2 separate regions of the Bos taurus genome follow, and region 1 is linked to region 2. Evidence: chromatin contacts called from public Hi-C data. All regions are on one chromosome and are shown on one strand. Each heading gives the region's core, a stretch centred on a gene start, on an enhancer-like site or on the middle of the called end of the contact. The rest is flanking DNA. Distances are from core to core; before and after follow the strand shown.

Region 1 (7,095 bases), core at 3,142-5,641, 48 kb before region 2:
AATTAAACTGCCGTTGCTTGCCATAATGAACTGGCTTTTCGCCTCGAGTGTCACCGGTTTAGAGACCCTTGGTGCTCCTGTCTCTGTCAAGTCCATTGCGATATCGTCTAAACTCCTGGCTGAAGGGATTTTTGCCTAACACAACATGGAAAGGGAATTCATTCAGTCACACCTATTTTAAATTAATAAAACGATTCAGTTAATATGGAATAAAAATGTCAACACAAAGGACGATACAGAACTTTTATATACTATAGTGGTATTTTTCAGAAAAAAATTCAGACTTCAGCTTTGTCACTAAAATGTTTTATTAATCACGCATGATTCTTCCTCATGGTATAGTTCAATCATTAACATAAAAAAGTCATGAGTGCACAGACTCACACAATGCCTAAAAGTTGGCGAATCTTACAACTTTCAGAGCAGGCTATAGGTTGCCCATCTGTTAAATGTAAGAAAAATTAAAACAACTGGTAGTAAAGTTAAAAAAAAAACCCACAAGACTCAAGAAACAAAAACGCATGAGGTTGCATCTTTTCTAAGAAAGTTTATCTTCTGAATGGAAAGTAAATGAGGGATGGGACTTTGTCCTTGTAGAAATACTTTCAGTTACTTACTTTGCTTTGCTTCCGGTCCAAGTAAAACTGATGCTGACTAATTGCCATTACCCAGATGGACTTGATGAGAGAGGAGTTCGCATACCACGTTTGCACGAAGAGGCCACTCTGCCCAAAAGTTCTTCTGGATACTGAAATCCTAAAAGATTAAGGAAAGCACTCATGATTTGTTTCTGGCCCAGCATAACATCAATGGCACCCCACTCCAGTACTCTTGCCTGGAAAATCCCATGGACAGAGGAGCCGGGTAGGCTGCAGACCATGGGGTCGCTAAGAGTCGGAAACGACTGAGCGACTTCACTTTCACTTTTCACTTTCAGGCATTGGAGAAGGAAATGGCAACCCACTCAAGTGTTCTTACTTGGAGAATCCCAGGGACGGGGGAGCCTGGTGGGCTGCCATCTATGGGGTTGCACAGGGCTGCCATCTATGGGGTCGCACAGAGTCTGACAGGACTGAAGTGACTTAGCAGCAGCAGCAGCAGCAGCAGCAGCAGCATATCAAATGTACCCAGTGGGTAACATTGTAACAAAGTATCTCCTTAATTGTTTTTCCTCTGCCACACCCTTGCCTTCAAGGACCAAGCCTCTGATTGTCTCCTTTTTATGAGAAAGCCAATCACACTTGGGTATCTCCTCATAAAAGCAGTATATTAAACAATACAAACACACATCTTCAAAAGCAGATGAGAAAATGGACAGAGTATTAGAAAAAGAATAGACACATGTATATGTATAACTGAATCACTTTGCCGTACGCATGAAACTAACACAACATTGTTAAACAATTATGCTCTAATACAAAATGAAAATTTTTAAAGTAATTAAGAGAAAATGATTATTAATATGTCAACCATATAATATTTTAGAAAAACCTAAGTCTAGTAGACTTGTGTACATAAATATAAACATTCTGTACTCTGCACAGAAGCATGATACTGGAAATAATAGAAATTAAAAATTATTTCATAGCAGATGAGAATTAGCCACATTGGAGGCTGTACTAAAAACATCAAATTAAAGACCACAGATGTGCGATGTGCAACCATCACAAAAAGGTGAGAATAAATGTGTTACTTTAAAGATCAAGAGATCATGACCTGTGGGATCAGCACCTTCCTCCAAGGAAAGAGAGCATCTCAGATCTAGCTATTGTCTGGCTTTGGCACTATCAGAGGATGAGCATAATAATATTGTCTGATAATATGCATGTTTGAAACTGGCCCAGATTACTGCTTATGTACTGGATGAAAAGAGAGAGGGTCAGAGGACAGAGCAAGAGAAGCAAAGATGGGGGCAGGGTTGCGGGGAGAAGAGCACCAGTGTTCCTTGTAGGAATCTGCCTTGTATCTCCAGGTCATCTTTTTGCCACAGCTGTTTCCTCCATCCCTCTGACCTCCAAATATCCATAAACTTATATCTGAAAAGCAACCACTGCGAGCTGATAAGGAATTCCTCTGAGGAACTTGGAGAGCCTACAATCTTGACTTTAATTCATGTTGATAATTTAGGAACTTTTTTAAGTGACCAAGAATAGCAAACTTAAAAATGAGCAAAGGATCTGAATAAACATTTCTCTAAAAAAGGTAGACAAATGGCCGATGAGTCCATGAAAAGATGCTCGGTGAGCAAATCTAAACCAGTATGAGTTATCACTGCACACCATCAGGATGGCTATTTACACACACACACAGAAAAACTAACAAATATTAGAGGATGTGGAGAAAATGAAACCATGCAGAGTTTTGGTAGGGATGTAAAAGGGGATAGCTGCTTTGGAAAACAGTCTGACAGTTCCTCAGAAGGTCAAAGAGAGTTACGATTTGATCAAGCAATTCTACTCCTAGGTATGCACCCAAGAGAAATGAAAACATGTGCACATGAATATTCATAGCAGCATATGTGGCTAGTCATTGGACCCGTACAGAAAAAAAGGCTTTTATTCTCACCTCCGTGGATCATGAACTTCAACAGCAAACTTTTTCTCACGGAAATATAAGTTCTCCAGCTGTTTCCATTGGAATAACTAAGAAATGAAGAAAACAAAAATGCAACACAGCTTTAATTAATGTTAACTTTTACTAAGTCTAGAAATCAGCTTAATAATAAAAAAATCAAGAATTAAGTTTGAGATTAGGCATATGCCTTTTCACAAACCAACTATAGCGTGAAACCAGTTTATTCCTTCTTTTGACAGTAATCTTCACTTTATCACTGTTTCCCGAACAATAAAACCAAGCAACTGTGGGGAACATGCATACTATTTTTCCTTTGACTCAACGAAATAAAAGAGTGAGTAAGGAAATTGTAGATTCCAGTAAGCACATGCCTTCTGATCAAAGATGTTGACTTCATATTTAAATGGAAAGAGATTCAAAGGAATGTTTCAATAAGACCACAGATTAAATTTCAAAAGAATGCAAAGTGAAAGTAAAACGGAACCCCAAGCAAGGGTGATTCTCAGTGATAATTTCCCCACGTACAAGAGTTCCCCTAAATGCCACAGAAACTTGAGTGCTAGAAATTGGAGGCTCGGTGGGATGGGAGTGAATGCTGACACTGCTCTCTTGGTTTCTGAGCTAAAGCTTCCAGTTTTTGTAAGAGAATTCATCAACATATTCCCACTGTTGATACTCTAATGCCGCACCAGGTGTTATCTGCCAGTTGGGTGGGAGAAATACAACTTACTAGCAATGGGCATCTGAAAATTTAACTTGTAAAAAGCAGCTCATTCACAGAACTGAGTGGGCCCTCCTGCGTTTTCTGGGTTCATTCCCAACCCTTCACATTAGCCTGAGACCCAGCTTGTCCTTTGAACTTTGACTTCGTAGTTGGGAATTCCTCTTCTCCACCCCAGTCTTGGTCAGAGAAATACTAGCACAGCAATTTCATTCCATTATTAGACTTTAGCTGGATTTTTAACTTACGTTCAAAGAATCTTCATAAAACATTCTAATCATTAAGAAAATAACTTCTCCGCAATGCACCACCAGCAAAACCATTTCCTGGGGTACAGGAACCAAGACTTTTCACCAACCTTATCTAAAAGAAACAGCACAAGCTGATGGTTCCCACGCACATACAGCTGGGAGACAGACCTGTTCAAACTGGACCCTCCACCTCAAACAGTGAAATAAACCATCACCCACTGAGAACACAGCGCTTTGTCGTCTGAGCACCTAGCGTCTAACTATAACCCTCGCCCAGGTAGAAAGAGGAATTCGTGGGAGCTTAAAGGTACATACCGATTTCCTAAAACTTCTGTAGTTTCCAGGCTTTCATGTCTTTTAATCCCAAGGTTCCAAAAGTGAGATACCAAGGGGAAGGGAATCTCCGAGGTGCTCTCTCCCTCCCCCTCTCCCTCCTGTCCCAGCCGGGCAGCTCCGGTGAGTTCTGCACAGAGTTTCCTAAGACACTTAGGTGTAACTCAGTTTCACAAACCGAGCCTCCCACAGCTGACACGCTACTGACATCAGCAATTCCTCCAAGTGACACCACCCGGGTTCCATTCCTTCCTCCATCTGGGAGAGGACAGCCAAGTTCTCTCTGGCAGATTTCCCCGGGAGAGAGACGCACTTTCCACACGGGGTATGGGGGAGATTCAGATGGTATTTCCTGGGAAGTCAGTTGCTTTGAATCCAGGCACAAATTTCACTGGAGGCTGGGCGAAGGAGACGCTGCTCCTGGTTTACTCACCCTGGCCGTGAACAGGTTCGACAGGAAGAGCCACAATGCAGCTCAGCTGTGTTTTCCTTTGCGTCCATTCCCACACACATAAAAACTAGGGCTGGACTTGAAACCTGATCTCTGTAAAGCTGCCACCTCCCCCTCTTATCACTTACAAACGTGAAACACAAGGCTCTCCATTCGGCACATCCCAGCGTTGAGAACAGACAGCCCCCTGCAGCAAAAACCCTACTTAAACAGTGAAAGGTTTCAGCTAATTTTAAAGAATTTGAAAAAATGAGATGGCAACTGGGTTTGCAAATGAAGTTATGGGAATGAGACTGCATTTTTAAGTCTGAAAGGCAAAGCCATTTCCCCAACTTAAATCTTAAAAAGTTGTTGTGATGGGGGAGAGGGGTTGGGGGAATTCCCTGGCGGCCCAGTAGTTAGGACCTGGCGCTTTCACTGCGTGAGTTTGATCCCTGGAGTTTTTGCAAAATGTGATTTCACATATGTGCCTGTAATAGTATAAAAGTGAACAGGAATGGCACAAACTTCATTCATGACAGCGGTTCAGGACAGTAGAATGTACGAGGGGTTCATGGCACCACAAACTTCAGCATTACTAGTCATGTTTATTTTATTAATAAAAATAAGATGAAGTCAATATAACAAAATATTTGTTATCATCAGTTTAAGTGGTTATGCAGGTGTTGTCACATTCTTGGTATTCCTGTTTTTTTTTTTTTAATTTCTAAAAATTATAGAAGTTTGTATAAAATGAACAAAGGTCGGTCTGTTTCATACAAGAGTGAGATTTCCACTTCCTAACCATTGGGAATCGTCTAATTTAGACATGTATTACCTGTGTGATTCTTATCACTGTTTGAAGTAGCAAGGAAAACACTTCTAACTGTAGTGGCACTTGATCTAGCTGGCAGCTGGAAATAAGCTAGCTTGTCAAATTTCTGAAACCATTCTTCCATCGTGCTTTTAAACTATCTTGGAGTTCTAGATCTCAGAGAGCCGGGATGAGGCTCGGAAAATGGCAGTGGAGCTGAGGTGAAGTGGATTCCTTTACTCATTCAACACGCCCAGGAACGCACCTGGCACGAGCAGTCAATTGCCCAATCTGCATTCCTGTCCTTTAGGCCAGTGTTTTCCTTATAGGGTAAATACAAGGTCCCTCTTTGGTCAAAATCACTCAAGATTTTAGGCCAGTGGAAGGATAAGGGGAAAACGTTAGAAAGATATCCACCAGGCTGACCTGACTTGCTGGGGTCTCTATTTAAGAGAAATGGCCTGATGGGGAATTCCCTGGTGGCCTCCAGTGTATGCACGCTCAGTCATGTCTGACTCTCTGTGACCCCATGGACTGTAGCCCACCAGGCTCCTCTGTCCATGAAATTTCCCAGGCAAGAATACTGGAGTGGGTTGCCATTCTGTTCTCCAGGGGATCTTCCTGACCCAGGGATCAAACCCAAGTCTTCTGCATTGCAGGCAGATTCTTTACCTCTGAGTCATAAGGGAAGCTTCTCTTGGTGGTCTAGTGGTTAGGATTTGGTGCTTTTACTGCTGTGGCCTGGGATTCAATCCTTGATGGGGGAACTAAGATCCCTGCAAGTCAAGCTGCACAGTGCAGTGAAAAAAAGAGAGAGAGAGAGAAATGGCCTGACATGTTAATAAACCACTCCAGTAATCCTGTCTGGAAAATTCCATGAATGGAGAAGCCTGGTGGGCTACAGCCCATGGGGTTGCAAACAGTCAGACACGACTGAGTGACTAAACAACTCTAAATAAATCACCTGAAAGATGAAGAAGAATTGCAAGAAACCATTTAAGGAAAAAGATCAAGGTTCAAAGGAAGGCACAAACGAGCTAAGTATGCTTTACTGGACCCCGTACAGAGAAGCACTATTATAGGGTATGCTGTCTTACAGGATAGAACAAGGCTACTATATATATTGAATCTTCCCTCATAGCTCAGTCGGAAAAGAAATCTGCCTGCCACGCAGGCAGACCTAGGTTCAATTCCTGGGTCGGGATGATCCCCTGGAGAAGGAAATGGCAACCCACTCCAGTATTCTTGCTTGGAGAATCCTGTGAACAGAGGAGCCTGGCAGGCTACAATCCACGGGGTCACAAGAGTTGGACACGACTTAGCAACTAAACCACAAACACCACTATATATATTTTATGCATGTATATGTATAGAGAAAATTTGTAATTTTCATATTAAAATAGAATTTTTTTTTTTTTTTTGCCAAAACAAAATTCCCACTCTTGGAGATTTGCAGGGGGGTGAGGGTGAGAGAAGAATTGTATTTGCTTTGCCACACAGAGTTAAGAGCATGAAACTGGACTGTTTCCTAAAGCGATTGTTAAACCAGCCTAATGACAATCATTAATTAGTATTTACTGTTGTTTATGTGGCACTCACTAATAGGGTTGAATTTGAAATTGTGTTCTGTTTAGAATTCATGGTGTTAGTGACGAAAGGAAATCCTTGTATGGTGACAATAAAACTATAAATTAGGTCTTCCAGACTTCGTTCTGGGCTTCCCAGGTGATGCAGTGGTAAAGAATCCACCTGCCAAAAAAGGAGATGAAAGAGATGCAGGTTTGAGTCCTGGGTTGGGAAGATCCCCTGAAGAAATGGAAACCCATTCCAGTAATCTTGCCGGGAAAATTCCATAGACAGAGGAGCCTGGTGGGTGACAGTTTTGAAGAGTCTACTCTATGCTCATATAGAATGATTAGTTGTGCCCTTTAGCATCAAAACAAGGAAGAAGATAGCAAGAGATGAAATAATA
Region 2 (7,288 bases), core at 3,517-6,016:
TCGGGAACAAATATTAAGGAGTATGAATGGTAGAGCGTGGCTAGTTAAAATGTATTAATGCAGATTATATGGGGCCTTGAATGCCAGGTTAGGGTTTTGGAAGGTGGATGTCTATGCAATGGGAGATAAGAGATGTGTGGAAATCAACAACGATCACATTTATGTCTTAAGAAGATAACAGGGGGTTATGTGTGGGTATTATGTGGTACACAATGGAATCGGAACAGATCCAGGAACTCACTGACTATGTGAGTGAGTTTGGCCTAAAATTTCCATCCATTAGTTTGTTAAATGGTGATGATAAAACTGGTAGGAACTGAATGAAATCAGGCATGGACTATTAAAATAATGTTACAGAAAGCAGTCAAACAATCAACACACACATGCATACTTTTACAGTCAGGCTGACTGGAGGAGACTGACAGCTGAGAAAGCTGGTGTTCTGATAGAAGGAAAGAAGGGAGCTGTCTGAGGTGGAGGAGAAAGGTGGGAGGGAAAAGGGAAAATCCTGAGAGATGATTCAAGAGAGAAAGGAGCTTATACAAGCGGAGGCAGCGGGGGAGTTGGTCTGGGGGCTGGGATGCTGGCGGGTTCAGCGTTAGAAATGCTAAATATGAGAAAGAATGAGATATTTACAAGGAGTGGGTGGCCCAGAGCAGCCCCAAGAATTAGGTGTTCAATCAGTGTTTTAATTGAAAATGCCACATGGCTCTACTCCAGGAGGGTAGTACTTGAGGATCTTTATTGATCCATAATTAAACCTCAGTGAGCAAACTCAGTGAAGTTCTAAAAGCCATGGCATGTAAGCCAAGAGAGATGTGGAGTTCAGAACTGTCACTGAGGGAGCTCTGGATAGAAAAACAGATTCTCTGGAAGGAATCAAGGAAGTATCAGGCGTGTATAAGTTCCCTTTCAGCACTTCATACTCGACCTCCTTTGAGGAATTTGCCTTTGCTTGTTCCCAGTGGAGAAACATCACTTAGAAAAATAATCACAGATAACTCCAATCCCAATTACACAAAGATGTTCATCAAAGTAGTATTTATATCAGCAAAAAATGGGAAGCAATTCATATTTAAGACAACAGAGGAGTGGTAGATTATGTCCATCAATTTGATGGAATATGAAAGCGGCGACTGGGGGAACCATTCTAAGCACTTTATATATATTAATTCAATCAGTCATCATAGCAATTCTATGGGGTATACACTAATAAAAGCCCTATTTCACAGATGAGGAAACTGAGGCTTGGTAAATTTAAATAACTTGCTCAAGATTGCACAGGTAATAACGGGCAGACCTGGGACTTCAGTGAGTCTGTCTGGTTCTAATGTCTTCACTCTAAACAGTATATAACATTGCCACAAAGGCTACTTTTTATTTTTGCCTGATTTTCCTAAATTAGTTTTATAACAAAACTTTGGAGGAAAAATATACCTTCTCCATTCAGGGGAGGAGGAGATCAAATAGGGAAGGAGTGGTGGCAATGAGCAAAAATTCTGCTTCTTTATATACCCAATGACAAAAGCTCATATTTCCTATTCTTTCAATCTCATCAGCAGTAACTAATGCTCGTACAACAAACTATAATCTACAAAGTCCTTGAATCCATTCATAGCGCCAAAACTACCCAGCCAAGTCTCATTTTCCTTAGTCCCAATTTACAGATGAGGAAATGGAGGCTGAGAATGAGCACAGGGCTCATTCAATTTCACGGTGCTGGTTTCATGATTCCCAGTTCCAAGCTCCTTCTACTACTCAGCATGGTTTAGACAATTTCAAGACACTGTCCACCATTTCTTTAGTAATCACTCAGGAAAGCACCAGGAACACACTGAAATTAAAGAAAACGATTAACTTGGGTTTGGCCAGACTAACTCTCCAAACTTGACATCTTAGGGCTAAAAGGTCTGGGCTACCCAAGTACAGTTCTTTTTAAGACTTCTTCTGCCTCAGGCAAGCCATTTTCCCTAAAGGAGGTTTGCGGAATCAATCTTTTTCTCTTTCATTCTTTCCCCTGCCATGTGATTACAGCTTCTTCATACCTGTGTAGGTCCCAAAAAGCTCTTCAGAGGTTGCCAAGAGATGGGACAGGATGATGATAATGAAGAGGGAAATAATGATACTTAAATAGCTAATAATAACAGCCAAAGTGTATAGAGAGCTTGCTGCATGCCAGATACCGCTCTGGGCAATGTTTCCATACAGTTAATCTCACAACAGACCTGTGAAGGAGGTGCCATTATCTTGATGGGGAAATGAGGCTCAGAGGGTGTCCATCACATGCTTGACCAGGAGAAAGTGGGGGAGGAAGGGTTAGCAGTGCACAGACAGTGGAGTCTGAGTTGTTGGCCCTGAAAGCCTTCATTTATAAATCAACTTCAGACTCAGCCCCTAGCGAAGGAATTCCTTGCATATCTGATCTTCCTAGGAAATATGGCTCCTCCAGGGAAGACAAGAGTGGAGAACACGGCTGCTCTTGATGTTAACGACCTAGAGACTAATTTATCTTCTTTTTAATGCCTTGACATTTTCTTTTAATTAGAAAAAATTATCAAAGAAGCTATCAGGGAAGATTTGTTGGAGAAGGAATAGGCTACCCACTCCAGTATTCTTGGCCTTCCCTTGTGGCTCAGCTGGTAAAGAATTCACTTGCAATGCAGAACTTGGTTCAATCCCTGGGTTGGGAAGATCCCCTGGAGAAGGGAAAAGCTACCCAGTCCAGTATTTTGGCCTGGAGAACTCCACGGACTATACAGAGTCGGACTTGACTGAGTGACTTGCACTTTCAGTAATTTTTATGATTCCTTCAAAGCTTATTCACTAACCTAAAATTTTTTTTTAATCACAGAACAGAGCTGAAAAGAGAATGCGGTGAGTGGATCGTGGCATGTTAAGTGGATGCCTCAGTCATTCTACCAAATTAAATGGGCAGATGTGGAAAGTGCACGAGTTTCTGAAGTGAAGCATGACTCTGAGACTGCAAGTTTTCAAGCCTGGAAGGCATGATCTGGTTATCAGTCTGTTAAGGAGCACACTAGTCAAAGACTTGGCGGGGAATGAATACTAGTTGATCTGTAAATAATCTACTGGTAAAGTTTACCCGGAGTGGAACATTAACACGGTAGAGGCGAGGCTTTCAGCCAGTCGTCAGCCTGTGAGCTGTTTCGAATCAGAGGCCTGGCCTCCACCTTTAACCCTTTCTACTACTCCAAGGGCAACTATTGCATGAAAAGAACAGACTGGAGACGACAGAGGAGGGTGAATTCAAATATAAACACTCTCTGATGATTTGGCCAGTTAGGCAGTTAGGACCAGTAAGTGTCTCGGTGGCAACAATACAACTGTTAGGTCAAGTGTATGAAGGATGAGGCCCCTTCAGGGCAGCTGCAAAAAGAAAGCCCCTATTAATCCCTTAACTAAGCAGCTGATGGATTTAATCTTTTTGTGCTTATAGTATATCTCTTCAAACACAGGATTAGTATAAGTTTAAAAAATCAGAATGGGTTACCCAAGCTTTTTATAGATTTTTTCATTTGCTAACAGATGACAGAAAATAGAACTTTGGAGCATTTCTGAGAACAAGTTCTGTCACTCCAGCTTGGAAAGCTTCATTGCCTGGATTCATTCACAAAAGAATAGGTTTCTATTTGAAGAGGAAAGAGACCTCCGTCTCTCGCCTAGGGATCTACTTTCTTTTGATTTTGCATCCATTGTTATTTAAAATAGCATTAAAAGATTCAGTGAGTTATTCTGCATAGTTATATCAGAAAAGGAACCATACCTGGTGTAATCCCCTTTGGCTTCCTAAAAAAAAAAAAGATGATCAGTTTGTACTGATGTTAATCAAGCTAAAAGAATTTTTACTCTTGATCATTCTCTACTCTTAAAATGCCCGAGTTTTGTTTCGAATTTTTTTTTTCCTCAAGGAACATTTTCCCTATCTACCACACTGGAGAAAAATGTGGCATTTAGGACATTGCTATTACTCATTAATTTTTCTTGTTTTTAACAGACAAGACAAATCTATCTGAAAACACATAAATGATTATTTCTCCTTTTAAGTTTTGAAGATCACGTGATAAATGCTTGTCTACCAGAGCAGCACACTTTTTAGTCTGGATGCAGACCTTTTAAATCATTACACAGATAAACCAACACATGCCATTTACTTTCTTTTTTTAAACCAGCATAGAACCCACTGTTTTTCTACTATGCATGGCTTTAAGAATTAAAGGGCTCTTTAACTCAACCTCAAGAAAAAGTATACAAAAGTTACTAAATTTAAATGCAGATTACAGCTGTTGTGACAACTGCCACCTCCCAAATTCAAGTCACCCAGAGCTCTTTGCCAGGAATATGGTCTTAACGCTCCTTCCTCAGTGAAGTCTAAATTTCATTTTCTTCTGAGACACACAATGCCACATTCTCCCTCATCATTTAAACCACACGAAAACAGAAAACGGTGGCTCACATCTTATTCTGGCAAACAACCAGGCGACTTTAGAACATCAGCTACTGGCCCATGCAAAAGTCTCCGAATTTCAGGCAGTTCACAAAACCCAATACACAAAACAAGCAAGTAAAAAGCGGTTTGTCAGTTCTTACCTGTAGAATGAGTGCCGCTAACCTGAAGATAGTTTCGCTGTCTACTTCGATTTGCCCCTGTCGGAGGAAAAGGAAAGCATCACTGAATACAGGCTGCCCTAGGTCGTAGCAAATGGCTGTGGAGTTTGGGAAGCTGTCACAGCTTGGCACCTCCAGTTTACGATCAAATGCAGATCATACCATTCCGGAGGAAAGGGAGGGGGGGCGTGGAGAGACACATCCAGGGTTAAGGGGAAGCCACAGGGTGTGTGTGTGTGTGTGTGTGTGTGTAAAAGAGAGAGTGTGCGCTTTAATTAGCTGTGGGAAATTGTGTTTTGAGAGCAGTATTCTGGAAGGAACACACATGACTGAAAATTCAGACAGACTCTAAATGCATGAATAATTTTTATCTAAGTTCATTTTTACGCTCCGATTTTCTTAGTTTGTTTAGTGTTTTCCTGCATCATAGCAATTATTTTGGTATACATACACAATGCAAATATTATAAAAAATGTAAGTTCCACTTCTGTGTCAATGAGACTCTTGAATTAATATTTATAGTTTTATAGAGAAAATGTAAAGCCTTAAGAACCAGTTACAGCAAATGCTTAAAAGGCCAAAATTCTGTTGCTTTATATTGAAGTTTGATGAATCCTAATTTATCCTTTTTCCAGTATTTTATTTTTTAAGATCCCAAAGAAGAATAGGAGTTTGACAGGAATACTTACTCAGGAAGGGATACACAAGTGTGTGTGTGTGGGGGGGGGGAGCAAGGGATGGGGGACTGCCTCTATCAATAATACTCACATATACCTTCATTTATTTTGTTAAATGTGATGACATAAGTAAATACCATTATTGCATTGTATGATAAATTCAACACTGAGTAGTAGACTAGGGTCATTATTTAAAAAACAATTTTTTGGGGTAAGATGCTAGCTTATAAGCATTACCACATGCTAAAACAATTCCATATAACCCTCTCCTTGTGTAAATCCTGTATAATTAGTACTCAGACTGCATAGTGTTTAAGAACACAGGTCTGCAAATTGCCCTGCACATTTTCTTTCTCCTTTCTACCTGTTGAATCTGGGCTGAAGAGTTTTGTAATTACACCAAGTGTATCAGTGGTAAGTAATTTAGTAGTTTTAAAGTAAATGCACATTAGGTAGGTTTATAGGAGCAGTTAGCTCAGTGAGAATTTCTGGAAGGTTTATGCTTCTCTCTCAAGTTTCCAAATGACTTGACTGGGCTTCTCAAAAAAAAGAAAAAAAAAAAAAAAAACCCAAAAAACAAAAACTAGTAACAACAATTCTTTTAGAACTCATAAAATAAAAATATACAGCCCCCAAATCAGGGATGTTACAATGTCAGCAGTGATAATTATCTGTGTTTCCCTTTTATTACAGAATGAAAACAAATTAACTTCATTTTCCAACATCTAAGTATTCCTTCTGAAACCTGAGGCAGAGGATCTGCTTCAAAGTTTTTTGCTTCAAAAGCTGACAGGCCCAGAGCCTTGGAATTCAAAGCTCGCCTATAATCTCTAGAAACAGATTATAAAATCAAAGAAGCCAGGTTGATTGCAGAAATCAATTGCCCTCTGTCTTTCAGGCAAGAGACAGTGGTTTTCTAATCTGGTGAAAGATGATGAAGCAGTTAATCCAACAGGTGAGGAAGGCGCTGATCAAGATTTAAATTTTAGAAAGGCTGAATCCCTTCTCTTCAAAGAAAAAGAAACTCATGCAGAGGGAGGAGAGCTTCGGGCCGGGGTTGGGAGGGGGGGTGGTGGCTAAAAAACATCTTTGTGGAGTTTGAAATTAGACCTGACCTCGTTAAGTTAAATTTGTCTTAAAATTGGAGAGGAGATCAAGTATGTTAGTTCAAATATTAAAAAAAAAAAAAAAAAAGCAACTAAACTAAAGATGAATAAAATATATTGAAAATTACTGCCAACTCCTCTGCCACCCTGTGACCCCTGTGCTTCATCAGAATCTTAGATGAGTCATTTGAACAGTATTTTACACACCAACTTTTCAATTTAGTAAATGGAAGTCCAGCAGATAAAAAGACCTCAAACAGATACTTTTAAGGAAGCTGCCAAATATTTCTCTAACTTAGAAGAGTCATTAAATATTAAAAATGCTGAAATGAGGAGCTGAGGTATGAAAAGTACCAGGCTGGGACAGCTCTAGAGGAATAGGGAAGCAAATACGAACCTCACCTGTGGATTTTTTCACCTACAGTTCAGTTCAGTTCAGTCGCTCAGTCGTCTCCAACTCTTTGTGACCCCATGGACTGCAGCACACCAGGCCTCCCTGTCCATCACCAACTCCCAGAGTTTACCCAAACTCATGTCCATTGAGTCAGTGATGCCATCCAACCATCTCATCCTCTGTCGTCCCCTTCTCCTCCCACGTTCAATCTTTCTCAGCATCAGGGTCTTTTGCAATAAGTCAGCTCTTTGCATGAGGTGGCCAAAGTATTGGAGTTTCAGCTTCAACATCAGTCCTTCAAATGAACACTCAGGACTGATCTCCTTTAGGATGGACTGGTTGGAGGTCCTTGCAGTCCAAGGGACTCTCAAGAGTCTTTTTCAACACCACAGTTCAAAAGCATCAATTCTTTGGCACTCAGCTTTCTTTATAGCCCAACTCTCACATCCATACATGACTACTGGAAAAACCACAGCCTTGACGAG

What was found. A called contact is a pair of places that touch in the nucleus more often than the background predicts.
Region 1: a contact with region 2 is called in a Hi-C map of liver, with 6 times the contacts expected there. The contact joins the promoter of FRMD4B here to the enhancer-like site in region 2. A contact is called at or near these places in 2 of 11 Hi-C or Micro-C datasets (liver and skeletal muscle).

Annotation. Positions count from the first base shown.
Region 1 is chr22:32,352,144-32,359,238 of ARS-UCD2.0, reverse strand. FRMD4B (FERM domain containing 4B) reads right to left here and starts at 4,391. Exons shown (of 13, transcript NM_001102099.2): 1 at 4,313-4,391; 2 at 2,566-2,642; 3 at 618-756; 4 at 1-135. The coding sequence starts at 665.
Region 2 is chr22:32,304,204-32,311,491 of ARS-UCD2.0, reverse strand. It overlaps a transcript of FRMD4B not described here. Among named protein-coding and RNA genes, the nearest start is that of FRMD4B, 47 kb to the left of the region's middle. Within about 2 kb of position 4,766, at least 21 of the 102 cell types and tissues checked have an H3K27ac peak or open chromatin away from gene starts, as enhancers often do. A contact at or near this core is called in liver, where this site is marked.